6 separate regions of the Mus musculus genome follow, and regions 1, 2, 3, 5 and 6 are each linked to region 4. Evidence: chromatin contacts called from public Hi-C, Micro-C, capture Hi-C and promoter capture Hi-C data. All regions are on one chromosome and are shown on one strand. Each heading gives the region's core, a stretch centred on a gene start, on an enhancer-like site or on the middle of the called end of the contact. The rest is flanking DNA. Distances are from core to core; before and after follow the strand shown. Region 1 holds the start of Tmem273 (transmembrane protein 273). Region 2 holds the start of Dph3 (diphthamine biosynthesis 3). Region 3 holds the start of Timm23 (translocase of inner mitochondrial membrane 23). Region 4 holds the start of Ercc6 (excision repair cross-complementing rodent repair deficiency, complementation group 6). Region 5 overlaps Parg (poly (ADP-ribose) glycohydrolase). Region 6 holds the start of Vstm4 (V-set and transmembrane domain containing 4).

What was found. Promoter capture Hi-C pulls out the DNA fragments that hold promoters and counts their contacts. A called contact is a pair of places that touch in the nucleus more often than the background predicts. Capture Hi-C pulls out chosen DNA fragments and counts their contacts.
Region 1: a Hi-C map of LSK cells shows a contact between it and region 4, with 1.9 times the contacts expected there. The contact joins the promoter of Tmem273 here to the promoter of Ercc6 in region 4. A contact is called at or near these places in 1 of 39 promoter capture datasets (the 3T3-L1 cell line) and 1 of 484 Hi-C or Micro-C datasets (LSK cells).
Region 2: a contact with region 4 is called in a Micro-C map of embryonic stem cells, with 4 times the contacts expected there. The contact joins the promoter of Dph3 here to the promoter of Ercc6 in region 4. A contact is called at or near these places in 1 of 39 promoter capture datasets (neutrophils), 3 of 484 Hi-C or Micro-C datasets (CD4 T cells, Th1 cells and embryonic stem cells) and 1 of 115 datasets of contacts at active chromatin or transcription factors (thymic regulatory T cells).
Region 3: a capture Hi-C map of macrophages shows a contact between it and region 4, with 3 times the contacts expected there. The contact joins the promoter of Timm23 here to the promoter of Ercc6 in region 4. A contact is called at or near these places in 10 of 39 promoter capture datasets (the 3T3-L1 cell line, the C10 cell line, the HPC-7 cell line and 4 more), 2 of 484 Hi-C or Micro-C datasets (both in embryonic stem cells), 13 of 115 datasets of contacts at active chromatin or transcription factors (the 230-238 cell line, bone marrow-derived macrophages, craniofacial prominence and 9 more) and 4 of 9 other capture datasets (adipose tissue, embryonic stem cells, liver and 1 more).
Region 5: a contact with region 4 is called in a promoter capture Hi-C map of neural stem cells. The contact joins the enhancer-like site here to the promoter of Ercc6 in region 4. A contact is called at or near these places in 8 of 39 promoter capture datasets (the 3T3-L1 cell line, the C10 cell line, HPC-7-derived erythroid cells and 5 more), 1 of 15 datasets of contacts at CTCF or cohesin (the NIH/3T3 cell line), 1 of 115 datasets of contacts at active chromatin or transcription factors (a beta-TC-6 cell line) and 1 of 9 other capture datasets (adipose tissue).
Region 6: a promoter capture Hi-C map of liver shows a contact between it and region 4. The contact joins the promoter of Vstm4 here to the promoter of Ercc6 in region 4. A contact is called at or near these places in 2 of 39 promoter capture datasets (embryonic stem cells and stem cell-derived epiblast-like cells) and 1 of 9 other capture datasets (liver).

The regions. Positions count from the first base shown.
Region 1 is chr14:32,784,245-32,787,732 of GRCm38.p6, forward strand. It overlaps Tmem273 (transmembrane protein 273), which reads left to right and starts at 1,719. Exons shown (of 5, transcript NM_001163616.1): 1 at 1,719-1,852. The coding sequence starts at 1,807.
Region 2 is chr14:32,084,426-32,088,086 of GRCm38.p6, forward strand. Dph3 (diphthamine biosynthesis 3) reads right to left here and starts at 1,267. Exons shown (of 3, transcript NM_172254.4): 1 at 985-1,267; 2 at 482-556. The coding sequence starts at 1,092. Oxnad1 (oxidoreductase NAD-binding domain containing 1) reads left to right here and starts at 1,303. Exons shown (of 8, transcript NM_145460.2): 1 at 1,303-1,628.
Region 3 is chr14:32,199,884-32,203,523 of GRCm38.p6, forward strand. Timm23 (translocase of inner mitochondrial membrane 23) reads right to left here and starts at 2,008. Exons shown (of 7, transcript NM_016897.3): 1 at 1,760-2,008. The coding sequence starts at 1,865. It overlaps Parg (poly (ADP-ribose) glycohydrolase), which reads left to right and starts at 2,088. Exons shown (of 18, transcript NM_011960.3): 1 at 2,088-2,582. The coding sequence starts at 2,363.
Region 4 is chr14:32,511,645-32,515,266 of GRCm38.p6, forward strand. Ercc6 (excision repair cross-complementing rodent repair deficiency, complementation group 6) reads left to right here and starts at 1,877. Exons shown (of 21, transcript NM_001081221.2): 1 at 1,877-1,955.
Region 5 is chr14:32,244,468-32,247,991 of GRCm38.p6, forward strand. The region is part of intron 9 of Parg (poly (ADP-ribose) glycohydrolase); the gene reads left to right. Among named protein-coding and RNA genes, the nearest start is that of Parg, 44 kb to the left of the region's middle. Within about 2 kb of position 1,779, at least 10 of the 459 cell types and tissues checked have an H3K27ac peak or open chromatin away from gene starts, as enhancers often do. A contact at or near this core is called in neural stem cells, where this site is marked.
Region 6 is chr14:32,854,390-32,858,019 of GRCm38.p6, forward strand. Vstm4 (V-set and transmembrane domain containing 4) reads left to right here and starts at 2,367. Exons shown (of 8, transcript NM_178791.5): 1 at 2,367-2,577. The coding sequence starts at 2,523.

The sequences.
Region 1 (3,488 bases), core at 469-2,968, 270 kb after region 4:
TATTAATAGTCAAGACAGGAAGCTGTGAGGGTCACGTAAGTGTCACGTCCTCAGAGAGCACTAGGCCCAGGAGGAAGGGCTACCATCGTTGGCTGACACTTAGAGGTTTAACATGAGAGCCCAGTGGGTGGCTCACCCTCTGCCAGCTCAGTTAGAGGCTCCGGACTTGTCACTATGTGGATCGAACATTTAAAAAGTAACATTGCTTATCTACCGTACTTGGAGCCTCACATCAGCTCGATGAGCCGGGAGAGGCAACCCAACGAGAGTTCTGGGAACTTGAGTGGAAAAAAATGACTTTTGCATTCTCTGACCTTGAAGGGAAGCCTAGCACCTCCCTCCCACCAGTGCAGAAGTGAGCGGCACATAAACCGCAGAGATGTTATCACGTGGTGACTGCTATGAGCAGGGGTCATGTGAAAAGAGTTATAAACTCTTCCTAGCCATATAAAGCACACACAATCCAGGTATTTTATTTACATGCTGTAAGCCAAGATTGGGCAGGTTTTGGAGCTATTTAATTTACATCCCAGTCATATGTCCCTTGTTATTTGCTGTTTCTCCTGGCTACGTGTTCATGGTCTTTCTCCTCTTGTGGCTGCTTCCTCCCCCTTCTGTGTCCTTTCTTCTTCTCTCTGTCTTTATCTGAAACTCCTAGCCAGGTAACTGAAAACCCGCCTACCTCTATCTACTGCCCAGTCACAGTATTTTATTGGCCAATTAGCTTGGAGGGCAAGGATACATAGCATCATCTGGTGTATGTGAGGATCTCCACGTTGGGTGGCAACCAGATCTTGGGGGCCAGTATTTAGTATTTGAATACACAGCAGCATGAGACCAACCCCTTATAGGGCTAGGGATTGGCCCCTCATACCGCCACCCTTGCAAACAGCTGAATGAATACCATTAGAAAGTGTGTGCCTGCCCTTTAATCTGTGAACATATCCTGTTGTTTGCTGTGTGGTAAGAAGCAGACATACTTCTTTAGCATGAAGAACCTTCTAAGAACCATTTCAATATCCATCCATGTCTCAGTGCTCCTGACTTATTTTATAAACCTTGTCTACTTGAGTGTGGATGTCTGACACTTACATAGCTGGGTCTGTTTGCACACATCTGCAATCACTGCATGAAAAAGGCCTCAGCAAGAGATCAAGAATTTAAGTCTAACCTGGTCTACACAATAAGCTCTCTCTGGGAAAAACAAAACAAGACAAAAAACAAACAAAAAACAGGCATCAAGGCTGCAGCCCAGAGACAAAGGTCTCACATGCCTTAGGGGCTGGTTGATATTAATAGCATCAGAAAGGTTTCTGAGAAGAGGGTAACAGGCCTCCCCAGATTCCAAAGAACCAATGACTTATCACAGAGTTGTGTTGAGGGAGAGGAGGTGGTTCCAGCCCCAGGCATTAGAGGCTACTCTAAAATCTGGCTTTCTGTACAGACCAGAGCAGGCAGCATTCTCCTTTAAGACCTACCAGCAGGGGTCTTTGGGCAAGAAACCAAAGTGATGCTTCAGTGTTGGAGATCTGGGGAGAGAGCCAGAGGAGGACTTGCGAGCTTTAGCATCCAGTGGTACACCCTCCTGGGCACACATGAACTCTCTCCCACTCGCCACTAGGCAGAGCCCAAATAACAGGAACTTCCTTCACCCCTGCCTGCAAAGGGCCAAGAAGAACCCACAGTCTTTGGCTGTGGCTGTAGCTTCCTTCCTTGTCAGTCACGTGGGGGCTTAGCTCCCATCCCTGGAGCCTGGGGTCAGACAGCTCACTTGCTTCATCTCAAGGAGTCAGGACAGACACCACTATGAGCTCTGGGGTCCCATTACTGAGAGTCCTCCTCTTCCTCTTAGGTAAGTGAAGGCAGATAGTAGAAATGGAGTGGGTGTTACCCTTTGCCAGCCTGGGAGCCCAGTGAGTTTAAACTGTAGATGAGACACCCATGGGCTTCCTTCTGAATTGTGACACATCCCTCGGGCTAGATGGCCTTGCTGACTTGGGTGGGATAGTGGGCAATATCCCCATTTCAGTTTAGATGCTGCTTACAAGCATGCTGGGCTGAGGGAGGAGAGGGCTGAGGGGGGTGCAGAGGAAGAGCTCCAGGCTTGGCTAAAGGACAGTCTGCTTCAACTGTGGCTTCATTCCTCCCAAACCGGAACATGCTTCTGGCACCCTGAGCACCCTGAGTTTCAGCTTCTGACCTAACGAAGTGGAAGATAGTGTTCCCTTCATAGGCTTGTGAGAGAACTGAGTTAAGCTTAATCGATCCAAGTCAAGATAATTGCCTAGAAGAGACAGGCTGGTGGGGCTGCCCCATTCCTGGTGATGACTGTGTGCGGAGTAGAGCGGGCAGAGGAATGGCCAATAGAGTAGACCCAGAAGCATTTTTGTTTGTTTGTTTTAAAGCACTTGTTTTTGGCCAAGCATTGAAAGGTGGAAGGAAGGAGAGAAGCGGGAGTAAGGTGGGCAAGGACTGGGAAGAAATAAAAAGTCAGGCATAGAGAGGAAGAAACGTGGTAAAGTGAGAGGAGCTACAAGATTGCTAGAAGTACGCAGAGACACTGAGAGCAGCGGCTGCGGGGAGGAGGGCTACTTCGCAAAGTGCCCTTGGCGTCAACTGTGCTTCTTCGGAAGGCAGCACTCATATGCTTTAAGATGCCTTTTCCAGAAAACTGAACAAAACCGAAAAGCAAGCAGTCTGCCTCCTAATGGTTTCTTGAGTCTGCAGGTGTGGCCTGAATCCGGTACACAGACAAGATTACCGTAGCAGGTATCCACGAGCGAGCACCCGCACCGCGAAGGGGCAGCACAATAAATACCTGGGTCTTTGGTATTGGCATGTTGCGACAGACCCCTCTCATCCACTCGTGGATGTTGGTTCCTGACAGCGACAATGAGGAGGTCGCAGGGACCAGCAAGCAGTGAATAAGGGTGCGCAGGACAACCAAACTCAGTATCGTTGCCAGGCAAAGGGCCAGAAGCCAACAGAGTCTCTAACCTCACTTTCTTTCTGCTTTGGGCCGACAGAAATACAGGCCGCTCCATCGTGGGGAATCTGGGGTAGGGGTCGAATTTAAAAACGAAGAATAAAGTAAAATGATATAAACAGACAATTCACTGAAAAATTGCAGACAGTAAGCCTTTTAAGATGCTCCGTCTGACAAACCCAAAGAGAAGTAATAGCGTGTGGCATATTTTGGTGCTTCTGAGGTGCAAAGTACTGGCTAAAGTCAGTCCCCACAGTGTCATGGAAAGACATCCTGGTACTGCAATCTCTGGGTGCCCTTTTAAGCTCTGGGGCCCAGTCATTCTGCTCTTAAATGCTTTCACATAAAGGTAGGGCATAGAGAGGACCGCGAGGCAGCTCTAGACTTCCAGCATGTTACTTTTTGTTCTGTTTTTTGCAAGCACAGAGAAATAAGGCAGTCATCTTCTCTGTGCCAGTTTCCTCGTCTATCAGTTGAGGCTAATGATCTGTCCTACTTCCTT
Region 2 (3,661 bases), core at 17-2,516, 430 kb before region 4:
CTATTGCCATTCCTAATGGATACAAAGGAACATGGAACTGTAACATTACATCTAGGAACTATATCTCAAACAAGGTAGATTCTGTACATAAGCTAGGCAAGCAATAAAATGCAATCTTCTAAAAATATCCTAGAGCTCTGAACAAACTAAATATTAAATACAAGAGAAATGTCAAAAGGAAGAACATCAATTAAAATAACCATAATTTTTCATTCCTGATTAAGTCATCAATTTTCATTACAAAGCAATTTCTTTATTGCCCTTTCCAAAGTGATCATAAGTTACATAAAAGGCAGATCTCTGTGAATTCAAGGCCAGCCTGGTTCACATCATGAGTTCCAGTATAGCCAGGGCTACTTAAGGTCCCTGTCTCAAAAAACAAACCAACACCCAACACTCTTCCGCCCTTTTCTATCAGACAGGCTCCTTTAGGCCCTTGTCATTAGCTCACACCACCCATCCCCTTTAACATATCCCTTACTTTGTCATAAATCACTTTTATAATGAGTGAGCAGCTAGGACACGTGGCCACATCTTCTCCATTTTCCAAATCTTCCTACAACGCAATCAAACAACATATGGTCAGCATAGCCTTTCGTCAACTTCCCATAAATCTCTCCTATGTCTATGGGCAAGTCTTTAGTTGGGTAACAACACAAAGAACTTTCCTCCCAAGTGTCATCTAGGAAAAAAAAACAGGGAGATTAGATTGGTTCGATCGCCTCCAAAACCCTGGGGTACAAAATCAAGTTCCCTTCTTCAAAGAAGCTCCCAGGGGAAAAAAAAATAGAAAAAAAAGAAAAACACTTAGGGGCGGGACTACGGAGAACAGCGCCCTTAACCCGACCCTGTATGCTAGACAGCCTAGGTTACTACTTTAGGGGCGGGGGTTCGGAAGAACACGTGGGTAACTGAGCCTTCCCAGGGACACCGGAAGCGACAATGCGCAAGCTCGAGGGATCGCCGGCGGGCCCTTTAGAGTACCTTGGTGATGGCAAAGTTATCCCCACAGGGGCAAGGGTAGAAATATGTCTCCGAGTCCTCGTCATATTGAAAGTCCTCGATCTCCACCTCGTCGTGAAACACCGCCATGGTCACCCGGTCGGCACCGCATCAGCTTGCCTACCTGCGCCCAGGCAGGGTAAGGCCCGGTCTTCCCGGTCCACCCTGGCGCAGGAACAGTCACTTCCGGACGCACAGGCGATGACGTAACTTCTACCGCCGCGGCCAAAAGGGTGACCCGGTCGCGGTCGCCATGGAGATAGCGCCGGAAAGATGGTGCTTCCTGCGCAGCAGCGTTGCGCAGTTCTCCGTCCACTGGGTGCCAGCGACCAATAGTGTGAAGGGCTCCCTCTCATGGCGGTTACGTCAGTCCGGGGCCCGGGGAGTTTGGGCTTGGGATATAAACGAGTTTTCTATGCAGGTGGAGTCTTGTCCTCCATAGCTGACTTCAGAGGACATTAAAAGAATTGGCGGAGGCTACGCCCTCTTGAAAGGGGGAATCATTGAGGCTCAGGGAGCCACACAGCGTCCTCTCCAGTTCTCGGCCCACAGCGCTCCTGCAATTGCGTTTCAGGCGACCTTGAACTCTGAGTGACTCTTGGCCTGTTATGAGTTCTTGCCTGCAGGTACATCACTGCCTCTCTCACCCCAGCCACTTTCTGATACCCCGGTTGTGTTGTAGAGAACCAAGATCTGCAAGACAGGGGCGAGTTCTAGCCATATTTTAAATATTCACTGCAGTGGTGGGCACAGTAGCTTTTAATTATTGGGGTTTTTAGTGGGCAACCTATATGTTAAACTTGATCTTGAGGTTCAAAAATCCATTTTATTCATCTTTAACATAGATTTAGAGACTGGGCATCTTGCCCAAGATTGCATACCTAGGCCATAACGATGAGCCTAGCTGTCTCTAAAGCCCAGGAACAAATTATTTATGTGAACTTTAGTTCTCGGTAAAAGGAATGGTGTTCCTGGTATTTTCGTCAGCGTGCAGCCTCTTCTTTGAGAAGCACGTTGTTCCGAGAGCCGTGCTGGGCTTGTTCCGGTTACAACCAGGGACTTTGGAGTAGTGCTAAGCAGTTACTCATCTCACTGGAGGAGTGCAGTGTAGTGAAAAGTAGTATGGCAGAACTGGATTCCAGTTTGACTTGAAGAGCTCTGGGGGTTGGAAAATTACATTCTTTGGTTCTTACATCCTCTTCTGAGAGTAGATCCTTTGGAATCTAACATTCTTTTGCACGAGAATGAATAGTTCAGCAGTCATGTATGACTTATGTAGTTTACATTTCTGTAACAGTGTTTAAGTATGTACAGTTGTGTGCATAAATTACCAATTTTGTGCATGTTTAAAGGACACTATATTTTGAAGCCTTTTTGAAGTGTGAAAACCTATGGGCAGAGAAGCCTTTGGGAGGAAAAAACCCAGAACTTAAGTGTATGGAAGGTTGTTTCAAAGATCTCCATTCCTTTTTTTTTTTTTTTTTTTAACATAATTGAAGATCTAAATAGCAATTAGGAGATCTTTGTAGCCTGTTGCAGGTTAGCTGTAGCCTGTCTGGGCAGAAGAGAAATGCAGTGAAAGCCTTCTATCTTTATGGGTATAAATACTTCCCAGGTAACCTCTGGGACACAGGAAGAAAACTGATTTCCAAGTGTCTGTCTTTAGTTCAGATGATCTTTAGTTCTTATGAGCCATTCTTGAATGCGCAGAAATGGATGCAGTTGTTGGTAGGGAATGGCCTGGCAAGTATATCGATCTGTAACCCCAGCATTGATGCAAGCAGGGGCAGAAACAGGTGGATCTCTGGAGCGCAGGGGCCGACAAGTTGGTGAGCTCCATATTGGGGAGGCTACCGGCCACACGAGGCTCGTAGTGTGTATAAGTTCTTAGGTCTTTTATTTAAAAAGCAAACACACAAAAGGCTGAAGAGCTGGTTCATCAGTTAATATCACTGCTGCTCTTCCTGAAGACCGACGTTAAATTCCTAGCACCTATATTGAAGTTAGTTATGTCTATAACTCCAGTTCCGGGCCACCCTTTTCTGGCCATGTGGTTGCTGGGAATTGAACTCAGGATCTCTAGAAGTGTAGTCAGTGCTCTTAACTGCCAAGCCATCTCTCCAGCCCTGGACCTGATGTTTTAGAAAGCAGTTCAGACCCATCAAAAACAAATTTCTGGGGCATCTTAAAGACTGAAGTTATAATCAGCTAGCTTTTCTTTTTAACTTCTCAACAAATCATTTGTGTGCATATTATTTAAAATAGTAAAGGAAAAACTTAATGAGCCATTTATTTATGGTAGTTGACACTGGGTTCTGGATAATTCTTATGTGTGTTTGATCATTAGAATAACACAGTGAGGGCTGGTGAGATGGCTCAGTGGGTAAGAGCACCCGACTGCTCTTCCGAAGGTCAGGAGTTCAAATCCCAGCAACCACATGGTGGCTCACAACCATCCGTAATGAGATCTGGTGCCCTCTTCTGGAGTGTCTGAAGACAGCTTCAGTGTACTTACATATAATAAATAAATCTTTAAAAAAAAAAAAAAAAAAAAAGATTCACCTTAAAAAAAAAAAAAAAAAAAAAGAATAACACAGTGAAGTACAGATGGGGTGTGTCTTTAGCCCTGGGAAATGAGGTCTAGGGGCTGAAGAATTCG
Region 3 (3,640 bases), core at 758-3,257, 310 kb before region 4:
TGAAAACAAAAAATAATCTAGCAAGAAAAATTAATGTTCATAGATTTTAAATATACTATTTGGGGTCCTTTTGTATCTTGGTTGATTGCTCACAAATGTATGCACTAAGCATGATTCTATTGATCAATTCTTTTTTTTTTTTTTTTTTTTTTTTTTGGTTTTTCGAGACAGGGTTTCTCTGTGTAGCCCTGGCTGTCCTTGAACTTAGAAATCCGCCTGCCTCTGCCTCCCAAGTGCTGGGATTAAAGGCGTGCGCCACCACGCCCAGCCTATTGATCAATTTTAAGTCCTGTTATTTCAGACTTCCAATTGTTACACAAGCATCCCATCTCATACCAACCATTTCTTACTTTCTCTTATCCCTTCAACACACTTTCTCTGTAGAAATTATGAAATCAGCCCTAATGGCTTTCATCTACAATTAGATCAAATCTAATCCCCCCTTCCTTGCTTATAAAAGCTTGTATTTGTTGCTGTTTCCTGCCTCTCAACTCTTTTTTTTTTTTGGTTTTTCGAGACAGGGTTTCTCTGTGTAGCCCTGGCTGTTCTGGAGCTCACTTTGTAGGCCAGGCTGGCCTCGAACTCAGAAATCCGCCTGCCTCTGCCTCTCGAGTGCTGGGATTAAAGGCGTGTGCCACCACGCCCGGCTTGCCTCTCAACTCTTACAATCAATCTTGTATCAGTTCATTCCCTTGCAACTCTAAAGACAAACTGACCCAATAGCTTCTCAAGAAACACAGCAGGTTTGTTCTGTCTCTCAAGCACTTGTTGCTAAATTCAGGTCACAGCTCTAACTTCAACTCCCAAGCTGTTTTCTCTAACCTGTTCTCCAACAACCTTCACGGCCCATCACCACCACCACCATCTCAGGGTCCTATTTCAATTGCCATGTCATCTATCACTAACTTCTGTGTCCTCACGTTACTCTCCTCAGTAGTATGTGTACTCTCTCACCTTAAGTAGTGCCCTTCATGTTATGCAACTGAGATATCCTAAGATACACATAAATTGTGTCCTGGACTCAAGTTTTGACAGCAGACATTAGGGTTATCAAACGGCTTTCTGAATGTTTTTAAGTGTAAAGGTTTTACTTAGAGGATTAGCAAGAAGAAACACTTTAGTAAAGTGTTATTAAACATTAACTCCCAAGCTCTACTTATCCAGTCGAATATCCATAATTACAAAACATTAAAAGCCTGAAAGACATACTTAGGTGATTGAGAAGGGCCAACAGGCTGGGAATTCATGCCTCTGCATCTTTGAATTTGCTTATATCGCTTTCAGAATTTGGCTCTTTTTTCTTGTTTAAAAATCTCTTAAAAGTTTCGTTTGCTTCCCCAGCTCCTTCTGATTTCCTGAATTGTCTCTCACACGCACAAAGAACGAAAAATGTTTTCGCCTAACTGGTTTAGAAATATTTAAAAGCCGTGTGAAAAAAAATTAATAGCGCGCTTGTTATTTGGAATGTTTATTTCTAGAACTAGGGTCTCCTAACAGGGCCAAGCATACAGAAAAGCGTGTGACGAGAAAAGACGGGACGGGGCACTAAAGAGGAGGACATTTTGTGTTTCCTCTCGAAACTAGGTCACTAAAAGAGCTTCCCGGGGATTTACGATCCCCCAAATTCGTTCAGCCTTGAAACCCAATCACCGGCGGTGAATCTCGTAAAGGCGAGCAGGAAAAGGGACAGGAACGTTACACATTTCTAGCTGTCCCAGGAAGGAGTCAGAAAGGGGAGCAGGCGAGGCCCGATACTCACGCGGGACGCCGGCCAAATCAGCGTTCGAGTAACCCGCTCCTCCGGCTCCGAAGAAGCCAGCTAACCCGCTGGTGGATTTGTTGCTACTTCCTCCGCCACCTTCCATGAGGTCGCAGCAAACGGCGGTGGGCTCGCCACCACCACCTCAGGCCGGGGACGTATGCTCGGCCGTGGCCGCGACAAGCAACAGCGGGAAGACCCGCGTTGCTCCTGCCACCTTCACCACGCTGACCTTCCGGGCGCCGGCTCCCGTGAAGTATCGCACTTCCGCTTTACGGCTGTGTGCGGCCCGGAAGTGGGAAGCGCGAGACGGCTGCTTTCCGGTGGTGGGAAAGTGAGCCTGGAGCCGGAGCCCGATCTCGAGCCGAGTGGAAGCGGCGCGTCCCGGGGCTGGTGGGCTCCCTGCTGCCGAGCGGAGGCAAGCGGCTGCGCAGCGAGGGTCTCGCTCGAAGGCCCGAGGAGTGGCAGCCTCCAGGCGGGCCGCTGCGGAGAGGGAATGGTGCGCGGCGCGCCGAGAAGGAGGCGCAGTCCGTCCCTGTCCGGGTTAGTGAATGAGGCTCTCCGCCCGGGCCGGCCCGGGGACTGTGTGCTGCGGGTCCCAGCATGAGTGCGGGCCCCGGCTGGGAGCCCTGCACGAAGCGGCCCCGCTGGGGCGCCGCTGGAACTTCTGCGCCGACTGCCTCGGACTCCCGGAGCTTCCCTGGCAGGCAGAGGCGTGTTCTCGACCCCAAGGACGCTCCCGTCCAGTTCAGGGTCCCTCCGTCCTCGCCAGCCTGCGTCTCGGGGCGGGCGGGACCGCACAGAGGCAACGCCACCTCGTTTGGTACGTGGGAAAAAAAAAATCTTTGTCCTTGTTTCAGTGTGAGGACCAGGAGACTCCAGTCACTCCTAACTGATCTTGTTTCCACCACTCTGATGACCCCGATGTTCAATCACTAGATGCCACTCCAATGAGAGGCGCTACAGTTTTACTAGTGGCATGTGTGTTGTGGAAAACTTTGTTGGACAGGTAGTTACCGGACCTCCCCGGGATACTTTCCTCAGCTTGGATAGAGAATTTGCCCTGTTAAGGAAGTCTAGTTGTGTATGTGAAGCAGAAGGGCGCTTCAGTCTCCAAAAATCGTAAAGAAAGTTGTTGCAGTAGACTCAGTGAGAGCTGACTTCCAGAGTGCAGAGCTGTTAGCCTTAGCTTGCTGGATTGTATTTGTCCCTGGCACACGATGTTGAACACGAGGAACTTGGTCTCTTCTTTCGTACCTTGAAATCTGTGAGGAGAGAGAAACAATAGCACAAGTCAAATACCTGTAACAGAGAGTAATGGATGTTGTTGTTCATGAAGGAGCCATTGTTTTGGTAGGAATTAAGTATACTTAAGTTAGTTATGGTAGTCCAGAAGGTTTGGTACTTACTGTGAGTACTGGAGAAGAAAGTAAAGAGGTACTTCAGATATGCAGTGGGTGCGCAGAATCAACGGTGGAATGGTGAGAGATGGGCTGCAGAGAATTAGGACAGTGATCCTACTCTGCTGAGTAAGTGTGGACAGTACTAAGGATCTTGAATTTTACATTTTCAGGGCAGTGAGAGGCTATTAAAGAGTGTTCAGTTGTGTGAAGGGGCGGGGTAAGGCAAGGACTTGGTTAGTCTTGTTTTCTTGAACTGTCTGTATATGTTTGGTGTATGGAAAATGGAAAAGAAAACCTGGTTGAAATCTCAGGACTAAAGGAGTTGGTCTAGATGGGGGATGCTTTACACTTAGACCCTGCTGCAGGCAGCAGTGAACAGAAGTGGATGCGTACTGGAGGGAATGCCGTGTCCTGTCCTTTTGTAGCTCAGAAGAAATACACCTATGCTTGAGAAATGGAGTTCTTGGTGTTAAAGTAT
Region 4 (3,622 bases), core at 627-3,126:
AACTTCACAAGCACAGCAGTGGTTCCAACTGTGTTGTTAATACCCCGGTACAGTTAGGAAACGAAGTCCTTGACGGGCACCTGGGTAAAGACACAGGTATAGGCGAGAGCAGAGATGGGGAAGAGCGGGCTCGGAGACCACTGCCAGGGGAAATGATCCCATCCCTCTAGGCACAGGCAGGGGTTTTATAATTTAGCTTTATAAGCTTGAGGAGTAGACCAGGAGAAGGAGAACAGAGATAATGTTCATGCCTGGAGTTCAGAGGACAAGGTGTGGGAGTTGGTTCTCTCCTTCTACCATGTGGGTCCTGAAGACAGGATTCAGGTCCTGAGGTTTGGTGGCCACCTGGTCAGCTCAAGCCTGGTTTTACTTCTACCCAAGGTATCTCCAGAGTTACCTTATAATCTGATTTACTAGGAGAAGGATAATAGGAGGGGTGGTGTGTGCAGAGAATTCTTAGCAATCTCTTGAGATGTAATATTTATTTGGCTAATGCTATGACAGTCGTGGCTCTCTGAGAAGCACGAATATATGTGTGTTTCACTTGCTTCGCAGAGCCCCTCCTTTCCTTAACCTTTGAGCTTAAGCCCTGATTAAAATGTCTTTAATGAAATCTTTTGACTCTGCTTCATAAACTGGCGGGTTGCTGGGGATGGCAGTGAGGAGCCTCTCACTACTGCCCCCCAAAGTTTTGTGCCTTTACACTGGACTTCGTGCCAAGGACCCTGACAATTCCACCTTCTCTATTCTTGGCATTTCTGGGCTAATTAGTTCCCAGTTTAATTCAGCTACCTCTTGGGAAACTGGGCTTTTTCTTTGTAAATTCTCACCTAAGCGAGACCACCTCCAGGATTCTTGGTTGGGTAAAGAATGTTACTACTTGGCTTAGATAGTTAATATTAGTTAACAAGTATTAAGTGACTTAATGTAGTTAAGCCATCTGTTGTAGACCTGCATGTTGTACATGCACTCAGGTGCTCTGCCCAGGTCTTGGGGTGGTGTTGGTGAGCGGTCATAAAGGTACGTTTTCCTCTTCGGTTTTAAGATGTGCCAGATGACTAAGGCGGTGAGGTGAGGATGTCAAAGCAAAGGATTTGAGCACCTTTAGCTAGTCACTCATTGGCAGACTCCCTTTTCTTTCTCTAAAAATGATTTCTGAGTTCGAGGCTAGCCTGGTCTACAAAGTGAGTTCCAGGACAGCCAGGGCTATACAGAGAAACCCTGTCTCGAAAAACCAAATTTAAAAAAAAAAAAAAAAGAAAAGAAAGAAAGTTTGGTTTCAGACCCAGGGACAAGGGACTGAGATGCGTATTTTACATATCAAAGCCTCCAGGTTTTCCCAGCATCCTTCAGTCCGTACCTGGCATACCATGTCTCAGTCCCTACCTGGCATACCCTGCCCCATAACCCTGAACTTCCCAGCCCAGGGCCTGGGCTGCCCTTCCCTCAGAGGTTCCTCCCAAAAAAATCCAGGCATTTTGCTCTCTCCTTCTCTCTCTACGCATACACGACCCCCACCCCCACAATGGCGACTTCAACCCTTGGGGCCAGTGAACTCGACAGACAACCGCCTTCCAATAAACCTGCCTTTAGTATAATCTGGTTTAAATTGGCTTATTTCACCGGTGGTGACGGAGAAATAACTTATTAATATCTTTTAATTCATAAAACTAGATAACATTTGTCAAGAATGATACAAGCCGCTCAAATGGCTACAGACTGACCACACAGTCCAACCTAGCCCAGGACAAAGGCCACGCGCGGCTCCCTTTGGTCAACGCACGTGGCAAACCCTTGCTTACAAACGGCTCAGCAAGGCGCAGGCGCCGTTGGTCCTGCCCGCCCCCAGAGGCGGTGCTTAGCACAGGCCTAGGGCGCATGCGCTAAGGTTTGTCTCAACGCTCCGTCGCGGCGGTAGCGACGAAGAATTCGTTTGGGCAGCCGCGTGGTTCTGGGTGAGTGTTCGGCAGCCGGACAGAAGGCCGGGTGAGAGTACTTGCGCCTCGGGCTCTCCATGAGGCTGTGGCCCCGCGCCGTGGGCGTCTAGCCTTCTGCGGCGGAGCCCGTCCGAGCGAGCCGCGGCTTCGCCCGTGGGCCGGATATCTTCCGGCAGGCGCACCTGAAACCGGAAGTGACGTGTGGCGCCGGCTCTCACCTGAGCGGAGGGCACGGGGCAGTGGGGGCGCGGACCAGCCCCTTGCATTTGCTTCTGGGTTTGTGAATGGGGCCCGGCGTGCAGGGCCTACAGGGCTCTGGTGGGTCTGGATGACGATGATGGTGTCCTTGAGAGGGAGAGTCAGGGTGGTGCATACCCGGCGCCTTCCGTAAGATGCAAAGTTGAGTGGGAGGGACAGAGCTGTAAGTGCTGTAACCCGGTACCCTTCGCGGTGTCATCTTCACCGCTGTCCTTCTCTTCCGAGCCCTCTCGTCTTTTTCCTCCTGACTTCATCCTATTAGCACTGCACTGCTATTTCTCTGTTATCCAAAACTGGTCTTTTACGAGCATTAATTGGGTCCTGCTGTTGTCACGCATCCTTAAACTTTTTGAGAGCCATTTCAGTGAAATATAATTTAAGAGCATACCCCCCCACCCCCCGCCCCCGGACCCGTGTAACTTGTCCCTTCTCGCTTCAACACCGTACTTATGTACAGATAACTCTCCAGACCCTAATCCAGCTTGGTTGTGGCCGTAGAAAACCCAAGTCACAAGTCTGGTTTCCTAGCTTTGTAACTTTTAGATGTTTCTGGAACGACTGAAAGATTTACACAGCGAGCAATACTATAATCAGCTCTTGAATTTTGGTTACAAAGTTCTCACTGAGTTCCAGCCTTTATTCATTATCTCATTTCGAGATGCTAACTCTGCTTTTGACCTTGATCAAATCTCATTAATCTTTTAGAGTGACACTTTGTCAGAGAGGCCACCTCACACCTTACCTTCACAGTTTTACTTAGGTCTCTCTTAATTGCCGAGTTATGTAACTTCTTTTTATGGCCATCACCACAGTTGCCCTTGTATATATCTATACTAAAGCCATTTTTTCTTTAAATGCCTGGCCTCCCAGGGGACTAGGGGGAACTGCCTCATGCCTCATTTGATTGAGTCAGTAATTTTGTCAGTGTGTGATTTAGTTCACCTCTGAAACTTTAGTGCTTTGATCAAATCCTTCTTTACATTATACTCCCCCCAACCCCCATGTGCATTCTCTCGCCCACACATGCAAGCTCTCTTCTGGCTATAGCTAGAAGCTAAACAGCTTTTTGCCCTCCTTCCCCTCCCACCATGAACTCCAGGCTGTTAACTTCAGCTGCTCTTCTTGGCCCCTTTCAGTTCTTACTCCTTTGTTCTACCACTTCTCTGACCATCCCAAGGAATGACTTTTCTCCAAGGCCTACTGGTTACAAGAGGAGGGAACTGGGCAGCACTGGAGTGTTGCCAATCCATCATTTTGGAAAGCACACGCCTGCAGTGTTCATTTCTCATGGATAGACTCATTCTTCTCACATTCCTCCCCCATCCCAACTTTGACCAAGGAAAGGCCCAGGCTTCTTCCTTGTGGAGTTATCTTCTTTGTCAACTCCCTTTTGTATCTGTGGGCACCAGGTGTCACTCTCCAGCTAG
Region 5 (3,524 bases), core at 529-3,028, 270 kb before region 4:
ATATTATTCATTCCCCAGCCCTCGGATCAACTGTTATTTAAGGGTTCTTGATTCTTTTTATTTAGAGATTAAGATATGGGCCATAGGTTTCTCATTGTTTTTAATGCAACTTATTTTATATGGGTAGCATTTCTAAGCTCTGTATGTCAGTGGAGAAGTGTATTAATAGTTCTGTACAGTACCATAATGTTAATTCTAAAGGCCTTGTGTTAAGTCTTTTATAATTATAAAGTGCTTCTCTCTCTCTCTCTCTCTCTCTCTCTCTCTCTCTCTCTCTCTCTCTCTCTCTGGAGATGAGAAAAGTCGTAGAATTCAGCTGATTAGTAGCTGATACAATTTTTTATTTTAAAAAAATTAAGACATTTCAATATATTTATAGGATTTTGGGGCTTTTGTTTTTTTCGAGACAGGGTTTCTCTATGTAGCTCTGGCTGTCCTAGAACTTGCTCTATAGACCAGGCTGGTCTCAAACTCAGAGATCTACCTGCCTCTGCCTCTGGAGTACTGGGACTAAAGATATGTGCCACCATAGCCAAGGTCCATTTATCGGGTTTTTAAAGCAAATGAAAAATACGGCACTATTTAAATATAAGAATACTTTCAGGTCACCCTAATTCTCAAGTTATATTACGGGATCTCAAACACTAAGGCATCTCATTGGAGTTTGTGTTACACAGACACTCTGTACTATCAACTCTAAAGGGAGCAGTAGCAATCAAAAACAAGTTACCAGTGTAAGAGAATTTCCATTAAAATCCCATTGTTGGCAAACAGGGTGGTAGTCTTGCTATATCATGTGCTCTTTAGTTCCATCAGTTTACATCGTGAGGAGTGTTTTCAAATTCTAACAGTAATTGAGCTTATAGGGTGGTATTTATTCTGAGTGAGCAGCAACTGTATTCCTCACTGTGTGTTAAGCACACTAGGGTGACAGAGACCTGACAGGCTGAATCTCTTGTTCTTACTTTTATGTAGAAGTTATCTTGTTTTTAAACCTTGTAACTGTCTGGACTGCCCTTCTCTCTATGTGGCTTTTATTCCTCCTTCAAGATTCAGTTCAGAGATCAAAGATCAAGTTTTTAGTTACCTCTGCCTGTCTGGATAGTATTCTTGAGTACCCTGTACCTGCCTCTGCTTGTGAGGTGGTGTGTTTTAATGACCCTAATCTAACAAACAACAAGAATGAGTTCCTAACCACTGATGTGTCTGTTATAGCCTACCGTTCTTCTCTCTGTGGGAGTTTCTAGGCAGGGAAGTTTATGCAGGAATGAGGTTTTGGGGAGCCTATACCTCATGTATAGAAAGAATGAGACTTGAACACTGTCTTCTGCTTAGGTCGGGTGCTTTTCATGTCTGACTTCCTTGCAAAAACTGAGTACTCCGAGAATGCTGAAGAAATGAAAGGCAAAATGAAGTTCCCTTTCCCCTGTACTTCTAGAAGATCAAGTACAAATTATAGACTATTTTCCTTCCCCCCTTCTTCCCTCCTCCCTCCCTCCCTCCCTTTCTGGTTTTTATTTAGAGTTACAACTTCTGGCAATTCGGGTGTGGGTAGGGGGAGGCTAGAATTCAGTCTCAGATGAGGTAAGGCTAGCTACTTGAGTGAATATGAAAAATGGTAGAAGTGTGTGGTGGGAGGCTGACGTCAATAAATTGAATAAGCCTTCCTTCTTTTATTTATTGTTGTGTTCTTCCAGGCCTGCTTAGTTATGTTAAATACCTCTGACCTTTTCCCCTGCTTGCCTTTCTCAGCCTGAACGTTTATATAAAGGCTTCCAATGTGATTAGCATTGATGCTTCTGAAATCACATGGAAACTAGATGGTCAGTGATAAATTGTGGGTCTCAGCAGTGGGCAGCCCAGGAGGCTTTTACATCTGCCTCTTCCCTGAATTGAAAATGCTGCTGGGGCCATATGGCAGAGTGCCTCTCAAAGGAGGACTTTCTGGCCAGGTTTCATAGCATCACTTGCTTCTGTTTTAACTGGAGGTTATAGTGCTTTGGACTTGATTTACTGTATGCAAGTGGAGTTCAGTCTTAATTTAAAGAGGGGTGTGTGTGTGTGTGTGTGTGTGTGTGTGTGTGTGTGTGATCTAATTCCAGTAATGTTTTCCACTCATGGGAAGGTTTTGTTTAACCATGATTCTCTGTAAGTATAGAAGGAAAAACACATTAATAACTATCTGACCCTTTACTGACTTCCTCCCTTGACAATGCACAATGTTTTATTTAGGACAAAGTTAAATTGCCTGACTAGCTTTTTTGTGTTGGCTTTTCAAAATAATTTGTAATTATTATTTAGTGTAAATGTATTATGTATGTGTAAATGTCTTCTCTACATGAGCAAGGATTATTATGGCCTGGCTTAATGTACAAATTTGTATACATGTTGCTTATTGAAAAATGCACAACAGCTCCATGTCTTTAGAACTTTGAAAAATCTACAGTAGGAAAAAAAGATGTTGGAAGTTTTAATCAGATGATACTTGATAATTGTTAGTTCCCCATCTTTCTCCTTGCTTGTCTGTCTGTCTGTGCTTGTCTGTCTGTCTCATGTCCTCTCAGTGTCCAGGCCCATGTCTCTCAGCCTCACTCTTCCCTCTCAGGCCCTTCATCTTTCTTTACACTCAAGGCCCTGTCCTCAGATTGTATATCATTCACATGTCCATTTCCAGTGAATTCTGCTATTTTTACATGATACAAGAATAGGATAAGTCATTTTATTTGGGTGGCTATGCATAGTGTAGCCAAACTGGAGAATTGTCACAAAGATTTTAATCTTATTTCTCCTGATTGACCACACTACACACACACACACACACACACACACACACACACACACACACACACACACACACACACTTACTCTTCCTTCTAAGGAAGTGAGAAATGCAGAAGACATAATGGTGCACACCTTTCATCTCATCACTCTGAGTCTGAGTTTGAGGCCAGTCTGGTCTACACAGCAAGTTCTAAGGCAGCCGGGCTATATGTGAAGGAGGAGGGGGGCCCTGATGATGGTGAGGATGGGCTGAAGGAATGGCTCAGCAAGAAAGATGCTTGTCACATAGCCCTGCTGTCTGAATTCCATCCCCTGGGTCCATGCTAGGTGGGAAGACCTGGCTTCCAGAAGTTGTCCTCCAACCCTACACATGCACTATGACATTTGTGCAGTTGTACATGTGTGCACACACAGAACAATATCTTTTTTTAAAAGGAAGCTGACATTTACATTTAAAAATAATGTGAAGTTGGGCTTGGAATAGTAAATCAATGTAATACATTCAGGAACCGTTTGATTTATGTCACTAAGACTTAGAATTGGGAATATTTTGCTTGGGTGGTTAGATGGTTGAGACAGTAGTGTCGTGTAGCTCAAACTAGCCTTTAGCTCAGTAGCTGAGGTTAACCTTAAACTCTTGATCTTTATGCAATCCTAAATTCGAGAATGAACTGCCATGTACTACTACCATGCTCAGCTCTGTACCTTTAAGATTTAAGTTTGTAAAATAAAATGTTCACTCA
Region 6 (3,630 bases), core at 1,117-3,616, 340 kb after region 4:
TCTGCATGTCAGTCTCTCTACACACACTTTAGAGTACATGCTATAGATACTTATTTTATTTCAATTACTTGTTTATTTAAGAGTAGTCTGTCATGTCTCTTAACACCAGACCCCAAGTGCTAACATCAACACGTTGTTTTCAGAACCATATCCAGGGAGTACCACTCATGTAGCACACAGTAGCATAATAAAATTTTCAACACTGTCAGTAATCTCTTTCTCAGTAATATCTTTCTCGGCAATTATTTTAGGATCCACAATACCTGGGTCTTTTTAACTGCCTCTATTTTGTGCATCTCCTATTTCTTTTTGCTCAGTGGTGGTTTTATTCATTAAGAGTGCAAGGCTGGCCTGAGGTGCTTCATCTTGTATTTGAAAACTGATGGTCAGAGGCACATTTTCCCCTGGTCACTTATACAGGTGGCCTCTCACAGGTCTATATGATTTATTCTAACTCCCTTGCTCGAGATCCTTTTGATCTACGGTTCTCTTTTTTCTGCCTCCTAGGGACTGGACCAGATTGTTGTACCCAGCTAGCCTGCAGAGTCCCTGGCACCAAAGTAACACTTATTGCTATAGTTTGACTATAAAATGTCCCCCACAGGAAAGTGTTGAAACTTGGGTCCCAGCTGGTGGCTCTATTTTGACAGGTGATGGTAATGTTCTGGTCTGTGTATATGAATGCATGGGCACTCGCGCACGTGCACACACACACGTGCACACACACACGTGCACACACACACACACACACACACACACACACACACACACGCACGCACACGCGCACACACACATACACACACGCACGCACACTCGAGAGAGCATACAAAGAAAAAAAAACCCACGTGTCCATAGAAACCTGGACATGTTTTGGGTCCACTTTGAACCTCAGTTTATTCAACCTGGGGCCTCACAGAAGGAATCAAATATGTCACTGACTTATTCATGCCTGCAGAGTAGTTTCTGTGCTGTTTTATGGACGTCTTGGAAGGATGTTTGCATTCTTGGACTGTAGGACTCAGTTTGACCATAAACTCTGTCCCCCTGCTTTGTGTGTGTGCGTGTGTATGTGTATGTGTTTATTACTGATGGTGCAAGCACTGCACCATCACCACCCTTTGACCGGGAGGGATTCAAAGTAGAAAAGGTCTTGTTAAGTTGACTACACTAACAAACCTCCACCTTCTTTGTAGTTGGGATGACACTCATGTCGCCTTACTTCTTGCCCTGGTGCCTGACCCAGCAGCTCAGCTTCCGCAGGCCTGGCTTTCTGAGGAAGCTGCTGTTTCCATCCTGGCTTTCCTGGTGCTAAGTCCAGTCCCTAGGAAGCTGTGCTGCATGGAAGGCTCTCCCTGGGATCAGGTCCCAGAGGGCAAAGCCCACTGACATAACCAGAAAGAGTGGACAGTCCACCCTGAAGCTGCCCCGGAGTCGGTAGCCATTGGCTGGGTCAGTACCCCCTGGCAGGACCTCTCTTGCTTTGCTCCACCCCTCCCCATCTTCCTCAGGCCCTTGAAGTGGAAGGATGTGGGACTTCTGTTTCTCCTCTTCTGCCTCCTCTCTCTCTTCCTCTTCCCCTTGCTCCTCTTCCCACTCCTCCTCCTCCCACTTCCAAGGACCACTTTAAAAAAATGGATATTTTATTTATTTACATTTCAAATGTTATCCCCTTTCCAAGTTTCCCCTCCAGAAACCCCTATCCCACCCTCCCTCCCCCTTGCTCATCCACCTGCCCACCCCCAAGGACCACTTTTAACAAAGTTCTACTTGACTGGTGGTGTTTTCTGAACCCCCAACCCCCATCCTGGACACACACAAAGGAACCCCAAATAAAGCACAAAATGACTGCTGATGTTCACCACCAGGCATTGGGTGTCAAACTTTAGCCTGATTTGGTAAACAACGTAGCAAGGGTGGGACCATTTCTTTGCAGCAGAGCAACTGATGGAAGACTCAGAGGCACGTGGAGATGACAGACATTCTAGGCTCTCACCTGGAAAGTTGAACTCTTCTGTGGGAACCCTTTAACTTTCCAGGGATCCTCACCCAGCCCCCATCTCCTTCTCCAAGTTCAAGGCAGCAGTGGAAAGTTGTTTCTCAGCTGCTGTGAGCCTTCTCGATGGGAATGCCTGGTGTGTGTGCTGTCCAGGCTCAGGGTTTGTAGATGAACCCAGTACCTAAGTTTCTGGATCCTTCTTAGGAATAATTGGGTTTGGAACAAGGAGAGCTAAAGGTCTCCTGGACAACGTCCAACGTTACAACGTCCTCCTGGACGCCTTAGCTCTGTACAACGTGAATCTCCAGGGTCACCTCAGTTTTCTCATCTGAGACGTGGGCGTGGTGAAAGGGGACACCGTGGGCTGGCCCAGTTAGTGGATGGAGAGGCCGCTCCTCCAGCTCGGCGTAGACCCAGAGACCCAGCAGCGCTGGCCCGAACTGTGGCTGGAGGCCGAGGGGCGGGCCGGGCCCGGCGGGCGGCGGCGCTCTCCCGGGTCACAGCGCCGGGCGGAGGCGGCGGGAAGATGCGGCTGCGGCTCCTAGCGCTGGCGGCGGCCGTGCTGCTGGGTCCGGCCCCGGGTAAGCGCGGCGCGGCGGGCGGCTGCGCGGGAGGCCGGGGCTCGAGCGGGAGGGGAGGCCAGGGTTACATGGGGTCCTGGAGACTCACTCGTACCCCGCGATCCTGGCGGCGCAACGGCGGCGCCGACTCAGGTCTCCTCCGGTCCCTAGTCCTGCCCGTGTCCCGCGATGGGGACCTGCTCTCGGGACAGCTCCTGGTCCCTTCTGAGTCGCAGGCCGCGGAGCTCAGGGCGAAGCCAGCCCGATCAGAGCCCCAAGTCGGCGCCTTCTTTCTGTCTTTCGTAGTAGTCGAGACCCGCAGCTGCTGCCAGCACCAACTTTCCTTTAACTATCTTTGGAGACGCTCCGAAATGAGGTCAGGAGCGACCGGATCTTCCCAGCCTACTGGGCACTGAGGATTTACTAGTGAGTCTTCTGAGATGGTCAAATCTGGTTAGACAGGGTGTCATCCATCAGAATCCTTTCCCACAAACACACTTCTTTGGGGGCCACCTCTGTTGGCTTGCACAGTTTTATGGCTCCCACTTACAGCGGTTGAAGAACCTCTTTCGCTCCGTCCCCAGCAAAAGGTATATTAGTGACTCTCCCTTCCCAGGTGACTACCAGCAAGAGGTGTACACTATCTCATTTAATCACAGTGGTGTTTCAAAGTAAGAACATCAAGGTTTTATCAATCCAAATACTGCGTAAAACATTGGCTCAGTTTATCAGTCCACCAACCTCTAAGGACAGCGCAGTTTTAGCCCCATTTTAAAAACAAAGAACGAGAGGGACAGGTATGAAAATTTGAACCCTTTAGATTCCAACCTGGATGTACCCAGGGTCACCCTGTAGCTCCTGCTTATCATCCTTCACCTGGGTCTGTCATTCACTCCACCAGATGCTTCCCCTATGGCTCCTGACCTCCATCTGCAAGGGAAAGGCCAACATACTTCACGTATAAACCCACTCTCAGGGCCTGCACAGTCTTCGGCCTTCATTTAGGGGTAGAGTGGGAGCTTATTGGTCACCCAGTCCCACCATTCATCTCGCAGAAAAGAAAACTATCAGTTC